Regions from separate parts of the Delphinus delphis genome. Here region 1 is linked to region 2. The links are chromatin contacts, called in public Hi-C maps. All regions are on one chromosome and are shown on one strand. The core of a region is the stretch at or near the end of the contact, and the rest is flanking DNA. Distances in the headings are between cores, read along the strand shown. Region 1 holds the start of MACROD1 (mono-ADP ribosylhydrolase 1). Region 2 holds the start of OTUB1 (OTU deubiquitinase, ubiquitin aldehyde binding 1).

Evidence for each region. A called contact is a pair of places that touch in the nucleus more often than the background predicts.
Region 1: a contact with region 2 is called in a Hi-C map of lung, with 4 times the contacts expected there. The contact joins the promoter of MACROD1 here to the promoter of OTUB1 in region 2. A contact is called at or near these places in 2 of 3 Hi-C or Micro-C datasets (lung and muscle).

Annotation. Positions count from the first base shown.
Region 1 is chr8:102,475,685-102,479,986 of mDelDel1.2, forward strand. MACROD1 (mono-ADP ribosylhydrolase 1) reads right to left here and starts at 2,502. Exons shown (of 10, transcript XM_060019109.1): 1 at 1,893-2,502. The coding sequence starts at 2,190.
Region 2 is chr8:102,316,381-102,320,374 of mDelDel1.2, forward strand. It overlaps OTUB1 (OTU deubiquitinase, ubiquitin aldehyde binding 1), which reads left to right and starts at 1,519. Exons shown (of 7, transcript XM_060019107.2): 1 at 1,519-1,613; 2 at 3,281-3,342; 3 at 3,557-3,655. The coding sequence starts at 1,556.

The DNA.
Region 1 (4,302 bases), core at 1,252-3,751, 160 kb after region 2:
TAAGCCCCCAAGTGTCTGGGTAACCTGTTATTATGCAGCAATAGGTAACTAAGACACAGAGAGACCTCCGTGTGTCTCACCCCCACAAACTGCCACCTAACGGCTGCTGGGGGGCGGGCGGCTTCACACCTACTGCTGGGGTTCCTGGGGCAAGCCCACCCTCCTCACACTGCCCCCTGACTGGACACTGGCACTCACGCGGCCCCATCTGCCACGGCTTCTTTGCAGCACTGACCTCTACCTGGCATTGTCTCATTGCCTTGATCACATCCTCTACCGTTTCTTCCCCCTAAGCTCCGTGAGGCCAGGGTCCTTGCCTGTCTCCCCAGCACAACAGTGCTGGCTACATAGAAGGCACTCGATAAACATGGACTGAATGAATGGAAATCCCAGCTCCTAGCAGAGAGCAGCCTGGGAATCCCTGACCCATCAGCTTCATGAGGTCTGGAAGTTTTCAGTGGCACCCAGGAATGGGAGGGGCGGAGAGCTGGGTCCTAGAAAAAGTGGCGGATCCAGGAACAGGTGCCTGGGGCCCTGGCCTCCCCAGCTCTCTTTCCCACCACCCTGGGTTACTGTTCTCTGACAGAGAAGGGAAAGCAGGGCTCCCTGCGGGGACAGTCCCCGTACCAGGGGGCCAGCCCCCACTCCCCACCCTGAACGGTGTTCTGGGGCCAGGGCTGAAGGGCTGACAAGCACTCCTTGTGTTCCGGGAGCAAAGTCAAGTGCTTCCTGCTGGTGCTTTAAGATCCCAGTGAAGGCAATGCAATTCATGACAGTGGTAAGTCATCTTGAACTCTACCTCCAATCCCAAGAGGATGCCTTCCCCTTGCCCCCAACCACAGCCCGCCCTAGGCCTGCCTTCCCAACCCCATTGGCTGAACCCACTTCACCACAAGGGCCCAGCCAATGAGCTGCTGACCCTGTTCTTTTGAAAGGGGATCCAGCCCGAATGGTCACAGGAGCCCAGGGAGCAGGCCCTGAAGGGCAGGGGCAGCTGGACAGGCAGCCGGGGCTATTTGGGGCTCTGCAGGTCAGGTTGCCTGCCTTCCCTGCTCTATTCGGGCCCAGAGTCCAGCCCTGGGATTCATGCCCACCAGGACTCATGCCCTGCCCCAGAGCGGGAGGAAATGGATCGATTCCTGGGTATTGGAGGTGGGGGGCGGCGGGGGGTCACTGTTCTCATAGGCACAACGCCCCATCCCTGCCCTGCCCCGCAGCTCCTCTGTCCTGTGTCCCCCAGGAATAAGGCGGAGAGTGCTCACAAGTGTCCAGAGGCCAACGTTAAGGGCAAAAGGGCACCAAACCACGTGCCTAGAGAGGCAGGCCCCCCGGGTAGGCGTGGGGGGAGGTGGAACCGGCCTGCTCAGGGAGGCCACTCCTTGTGGCTATCTGATCCCACCAGGTGGGATGCCAGCCCCAGAGCTGTCCCCTCAGCCCATTCCCTGCCACTCTGCCTAAATGCCACCCCTTGAGAAACCATACTACGCAAAAGCTGGGGAGTTCAGAGCCTGTCCGATCCTGAAGCGAACTCCGAGTGACTCTGGCCTATTGGTTCTGGCACTGGGCCTCAGCTTCCCTCGTGCACAAGATTAAGGTACTAGGTCTTGGATGCTCCCTGGGGGTGCCCAGCAACACATTTCAATGGCGTGAGGCCACCCTCCTCACACTGCCCCCCACTGGGGACCTGGACCTGGTCGGGGCGGTGAAGTAGTTTATGGGGCTGGGCACACGGGGGGCGTGGCTGTTAATGGGGGTCCATACCGGGGCACATGGGACCTTAACTTCCCCAGTTCTCTGGGGTGGACGAGGCTGCTGGTGGGGTGCTGTCCAGCCGGAGAAGGCCCACGTAGGGCCGCCCTCGCCCCTCGCGCCCCCCTCCTGCTTACACTTACATTTTGCCTCCTTCCAGTCGGTGGAGGTGCTCAGGTCCACCTTCGCCGCCATGGCCAGGGGGGCCCAGGTGCGCACCCCGGCTCTCCGCCCCACCGCCGCCGCCCCCCAAGCCCCAACTCCCGCTGGGGTCCGCGCGCGCGGGTCGTACGCGCCCAGGGACGCCGGAGGACCGCACGCAGTGCTGCGGGTCCGCGTGGCACCCGCCGAGGGGCCGGGCCAGGGGCGCCGGGCGCCGAGCAGCTGCCCCGCCGCGCGCAGCTGTGCCAGGCGGCCGGACACTCGGCTCTGCAGAGACATGAGCGGGCGGCGCGGGACGGCTCCCCGCCCACTTGGACTCTATTTACGGTGCTCGGGGACTCTCTCCCTTATTTACTCGGGAACCAGGTGACGCGTGCCAACCCGCGGCGACCTGCTCAGGAGCCAGCGGGCCGCGCGGCCAGAAAACCCAGGCGCGCCGCTGGGCACCCTGGAACTTGTAGTCCGGGCCGCTGACGGGCCCCCGCACTCGTATACACACGTGCGCGCCCCGCCCGGCCAGCGGGGTCGCGCTGCGCCTGAGCCCAGCTCTCGCAGGGTCGCGCGGCCGCCGCGCGCATCCTCTTAGGGCTGGCTCGGCCTCCGCCAACTTCCTGGTGGGAGGTGCCTCCCGCCCCCGGCCCCGCCTCCGCCCCTCTGGCCGGGCGTACTGAGTCGAGCGCGGCTCCCTATGGGTCACCAGGGACCCACCCCGCCCCCAGTCCCCGGGAGCCGCGCGTCCCCGCCGGCGGTGGGGAGGTGACGAGTGGCGCGAGCGGGTACGTCCGGTTGGGCGACTTTCCCCAGGTCGCTGCGCTGCTGCTTCTTAGCCGGCGGTGGCAGGAACCGAACCTAGAGCAACTAGGGAGGCAAAGGTGGAAATCGTGTAATTTGAAGGCAGAAAATTAGAGTTCCAAGTGGCCTTCTCGGTGGAAGAATTGGGGTGATTTTTTTCTTTATATTTTTCCTAATTTTTTACAAGGACTATAAGGATGGATTTTTAAAATTTTAATGTCTTTCTATACCATTTTATTATTTGATAAATATGATACTGGATATTTTTTTGTTTGTTTTTGGCCGCCTCCCGTGGCTTGCGGGATCTTAGTTCCCCGACCAGGGATTGAACCCCAGGTCCACGGTAGTGAAGCGCAGAGTCCTAACCACTGGACGGCCAGGGAACTCGCCATAGTGGATATTTTTTTAACCTGGGACAAGAAGCCAGGGTTCCAGAGAAGGTTTTAGCACCAGCTTTGCTCGTTCTTACTCGGGTACACTGGCCCCTGTACCTTGCTTCTTGAGCTGTATATTAGGAAGACAGCTCTCAGGTCTGACCGTTGCAGACCTGCCTTGTGCTCCAGGCCTCTCTGGCGCTGAGTGTGGCGATAACTCTTCACAGGGCTGTGAGGAGGATCACAGAACCCTCCTGTGGATGCAGCTGGCACCACTGTGGTGCCCAAGAGAGGATCAGTGGGAGACCTGTGGGCAGAGAGGGTAGATCAGAAGCCAGGGGACAGGAAGGAAGGGCCAAGGGCCCCCAACACTCCAGGACCACCAACGACGAGGCCTGCGCCTTTCCCCGAAAAGGTCAGCAAGATGAGTTCAAGATGCAGTAGTCAGGCCCCCAGGCCTAAGGTCACCTCACCACTTGCCGCTTCTCCAATAACTTACCAGGGCAAGAAGGGCCTTGCCAACTGCATCCAGGACAGCAACCATTCACAGGGGACTAGGTACCAGCTGGAGCTGAGCTAAGCCCTCTACACGCATTTGCTCTACTTCCATTAACTCACTATGTGCTCCCCACAGCCTGGTGAGGCAGCACTGCCCTAGGGCACAGATGAGAAGCCTGGACTGGCCCAAGGTCAACATGGCCTATGGGGGTCAGAGTCCAGGCTTGGGTCAAGGTTGTTTGGTTCCTATCTGTGGTCTGGTAAGTGATTACACAAATGTCACTGATTCAGGCAATGAAGCATGTGGGTGACGCTGTGTATTAGCTTCCTGTTGTTGCTATAACAAATTCCCATAAATGTAGCAGCTTAAATAATAAACAAGGGCTTCCCTGGTGGCGCAGTGGTTAAGAATCCACCTGCCAATGCAGGGGACGTGGGTTCGAGCCCTGGTCCAGGAAGATCCCACATGCCGCAGAGCAACTAAGCCCGTGCGCCACAACTACTGAGCCTGCACTCTAGAGACTGCAAGCCACAACTACTGAGCCCGTGAGCCACAACTACTGAGCCTGAGTGCCACAACTACTGAAGCCCGCGTGCCTAGAGCCTGTGCTCTGCAACAGGAGAAGCCACCCAATGAGAAGCCCGCGCACTGCACCGTAGAATAGCCCCCGCTCGCCACAACTAGAGAAAAGCCCATGCGCAGCAACAGAGACCCAACGCAGCCAAA
Region 2 (3,994 bases), core at 269-2,768:
TCTCTGTCCCCGCCATTAATCCCAATCCCAACTCCCCCTGAATGCCCCCCACCCCTCAGACTCCCTATCACAGTAAGGAGTGGGGGTAAGGGTGGAGTTGTCTTATAGTTATTTTAAAAATTTTGTAAAGCCAAATAGAAATCAAGTTTTTGTCATCAACTATCTTAGCTCATTTGGTAATACCAGTGCTACTGACTGAAGATCTGATTGGCAGTTACAGATTGCATTGTTAAAATTGGGAAAAGGAATGAACACTTTGGTAGGCATGGAATCCAAACAGGGTGGCCCTTTGCTTCCTTGAGTTTAGAAGCAACCCCAAGGCTCAGTGACCCAATAAATAATAATTTGTAATGCGGCTGGGACACAGACTTGGCATTTGTAGCGTTGCTGTGAGAGAGCCACTGTGGGCTGTGTGGTGAGCCTGGGCACCAAATGCCCCTGCTCCAGGGCTGGATGTAGCTGATAAAGACATTAGATCACATTCCGCTCCTGTATTGTCACGAACCGAGGGATTTGATTGGATCTCTGGCACGGCCTTCTCAACTGCTAACAGACCACCTCACTTCATGAAAAAAGGCCCTCCATAGTGAAAAGCTGACAACCAGAGCCCCAGACTGTAACCTCTCTAAATAACAGCATCTTTAGCATCCAAGCCTTGCTACTTTTTAAGTTTTAGTTTTAGATAATTCACAATTTTAATAGAATACACAGAAAGATCCTGTCTACCTTTTATCCGCTTTTACCCTCTGGGTAACATCTTGCATTTGAAACTATAGTACAGAACATTCCAGGATACGTATATATAATCAAGATAAAGAACATTTCCATCTCCATAAGGATTCTCTCCTATTTCCTTTTTACAATCACACCCACCTCCCTGCTGCCCCCTACTCCTCCCTAGCCCTTGGCAACCACTAATCTGTTTTCCATTCTTATCCTTTCTTAAAAAAACCCAAAAAACCAAACACCCTGATTTTCTCATAACCAGAAGGGCAAGGAGTCCAAAGTTAGGTCCTTGACCCCAAGGGACATGTTCTCCCTGTCGTAAGCGGGACACCAAAGCCCGCTCAGAACCGGGGCTCAGTGGAGAGGGGCGGTGAAGCCCAGGGCTCTGATATTAGCACGGTTCCTGGTCTTCTCCGCCAGGTGATCCTCAATCGCCTGCCACGAGTTCTGGAGCCCGCAGCAGGAATGTTGCCTTGCGTGATTTTAATTTCATCTTCCTGCTTATCTCAATAACACAATCCGCGCTTCAAACTCCAGTGAAAAGAAAACTGAAGTGGCCCCAGGAGACTCTTATCACCACCCGGCACCTTGGGAGCCTGGGAAGATGGAGCCGAGCGAGTGTGCGGGTGGAGGGTGGGTGGGGACTACCTTTCCTTTAACCTACTTCCGCGGCGGCCCCACCGGACTGTGTGCGCCCCTCAGGTGACGGCGCCCGAGGGTATTCCGTTGCTAGGGGCGTTACCAAGGAGGGGCCACGAGGAGGGGCTCTCTTCCGGGAGGAGGGCAACTGGTAACCCGGAAGCGGTCGGCAGTGCGGCGCTGTTTAAAGATGGCGGCGGAGGAACCTCAGCAGCAGAAGCAGGAGCCGCTTGGCAGCGACTCGGAAGGTACCGACCGGGGGAGGGCCGTCCGGCCTGGGCTAGCGGGGGCGATGCTGGATGGCCGGTTCCCGAGGAGAGGCCAGGGGTGGGGCGGCCGGTGGCGAAGCGCGCGGACGGCCCCTTCCTCCGCCACCTCCCCCCCTCCCCCTCACAATGGAAGGAGCCTCTGCGCGACCCCCGGCCGGGCGGGCGGGCGAGCGAGCGAGCGGGGCGGGCCCACGGCCTCGGCTCTTCTCCCTCGCTCGCTCCCGGGGCGGGGCCTAGGCCGCCCCGCCCAGCGCCCAGCCCCCTCCGTGCCGGGGCCGGGCGGCGGGCGCCGGGCGCCGGGCTCCCGGGTCCCCAGCTCTCCCGCCCCGGTCCTTGCAGTCAGCCCCGGGCGTCCTCCGGGCCCGGCTGTCCGCCTTCTCCAGAGCCGACCGAGCCCGGAGGGGCGTCGAATTACGCCGGGCTGCGGAGCACAAAGGACTGGGTGGGCCGTTGGGGATGCTGCGGGCGGCCCGGGGTTGTGAGCGGCCGCAGGTGTGTGCCCCTGAGGGCAGCAGCCTTCGTTTCCGGTAGAGCCCCCTCTTCTGGCTTTGCAGCCTCTTTCCGCCTGTCTAGGCATTGTTTTCTTAGACCCCTGAAGAGTTGGACCTTTCAGAACGATCCCACCCTCTTCTTTTCACCCCTGAGTTAGACGCGGGGACTGACTAGGTCACTAGGGTGGGAGGGACAGCCCTGTTGCGGGGCAGCATAGGGGATGGGTGGAGGCCCAGCTGAGGATCCGGGATGCTCAAGCTCAGAAGGATTGGCCTTAAAAATCATTCCGCACCCACCTCCCATTCTAATCGCACAGTCGAGGGACTGAGCTTTCGGAGACCCAGCCCCCTAGAATGGACTTGTTCAGGATCATGTAAGTTAAGAAAGAGCCAGGGCCAGGATTCAGATCTCCTGGCTCCTCACCAGTGGCTGCTCAGAGCGGGGCCCACAGGGTGGACCTGCCCAGCTCACTGATGAGTATTTAACACTGTGCCTCTAAGGTCGCACCTCCTCATGACACTTCAGTGAAGGGGGAAGGTGGTGGTATTAGTCCCTATTCACAGCTGAGGATAAGCCTCGGCAGTGAGAGTGAGATAGCAGAGGAGGGTTATTGTGGTGAAGAGTGCAGGCTTTGAAATTAGACAAACCTGGGTTTGACCACAGGTCTTAGACCTTGGGCAGATTTCTTCACCGGTCTGCATTTGTTTATCTGTAAAATGGGCACCATTAAGAATACCCAGGATGGCAGGTGGAGGAAGGGTGTGATTGAGCAAAGTGCAGGCTCACAGGAAGCTCTCATCCAGCCCAAGACTCTGCCTCCTCATCTTTCTTTCCTCAGGAGACCCTGCCTGGCTCCAGAGCATTCCCAGGCTACTGGGAAGTGATGTTAGAAGGCAGGGAAAGGGTTTGTTAGAGCTTTAAGAGTGTACCTTGGGGGTCGTCACCTTGGCCTCCTCACTTTAAAGATGAGAAAACTAAGGCCCAGGAAGGGAAGGGACTTTGCCAAGATCACACAGTTGCGGTGGAGCAGGGTGTGACGCAGGCTTCCAGATTCCAAGTCTGCTTTCCTCGCCTGCTCTTGTCCTCCGCCCAGGCTGCCTGGAGTGGGGATAGCCAGGGCCCACTGTAATCCTTGGCCTTCTTCCTTCTTCCAGGTGTTAACTGTCTTGCCTACGATGAAGCCATCATGGCTCAGCAGGACCGAATTCAGCAAGAGGTGAGGGGCTGTGGCCAGCGGCCCTACTTTGGGGATGCATAGGGTGGACCTGAGCCCCCTCCTCTCCAGGCTGAGCCGGGTACTAGATACCTTTATGGGGGGCGGTGGTCACTGTGCCACTGGGCTCAGCAGCTCTCATTTAGGTGTTGTGGCTGATAGGTGGGGGTCACTCCGTTCACCTATCAGAACATGATGGATTTCCTGCCCTCTGCAGATTGCTGTGCAGAACCCTCTGGTCTCAGAGCGGCTGGAGCTCTCTGTCCTATACAAAGAGTATGCTGAGGATGACAACATCTATCAACAGAAGATCAAGGTGGGAGCCTGGCTGAGGGGGCAGGGAGAGCTCTCGGGTAGGGACAGGGCGGGAGCGTGCCTGTTTTAGACCTGCTCCTCGCTGGGTCTGGCCTCAGAGAGGGTAGGATGTTGGGGGAGCCCTCTGGTTCACAAGCATGCAGACTCTGGAAACAAAAAGACCTCGATTCAAATCCTGACTGCCACACAGCAGCTGTATCCTCAGCTGCTCCTTCGATGTCTCTGAGCGTGGAGTCTCTGAGTTGTGGGGTCTTCATCTGTGAAATCAGGATGATGAAAGCATCTGCCTACAGGGTGGTTGTGAGGTTGAGGGAGATGATGCCTGTGGGGCCTGGTGCAG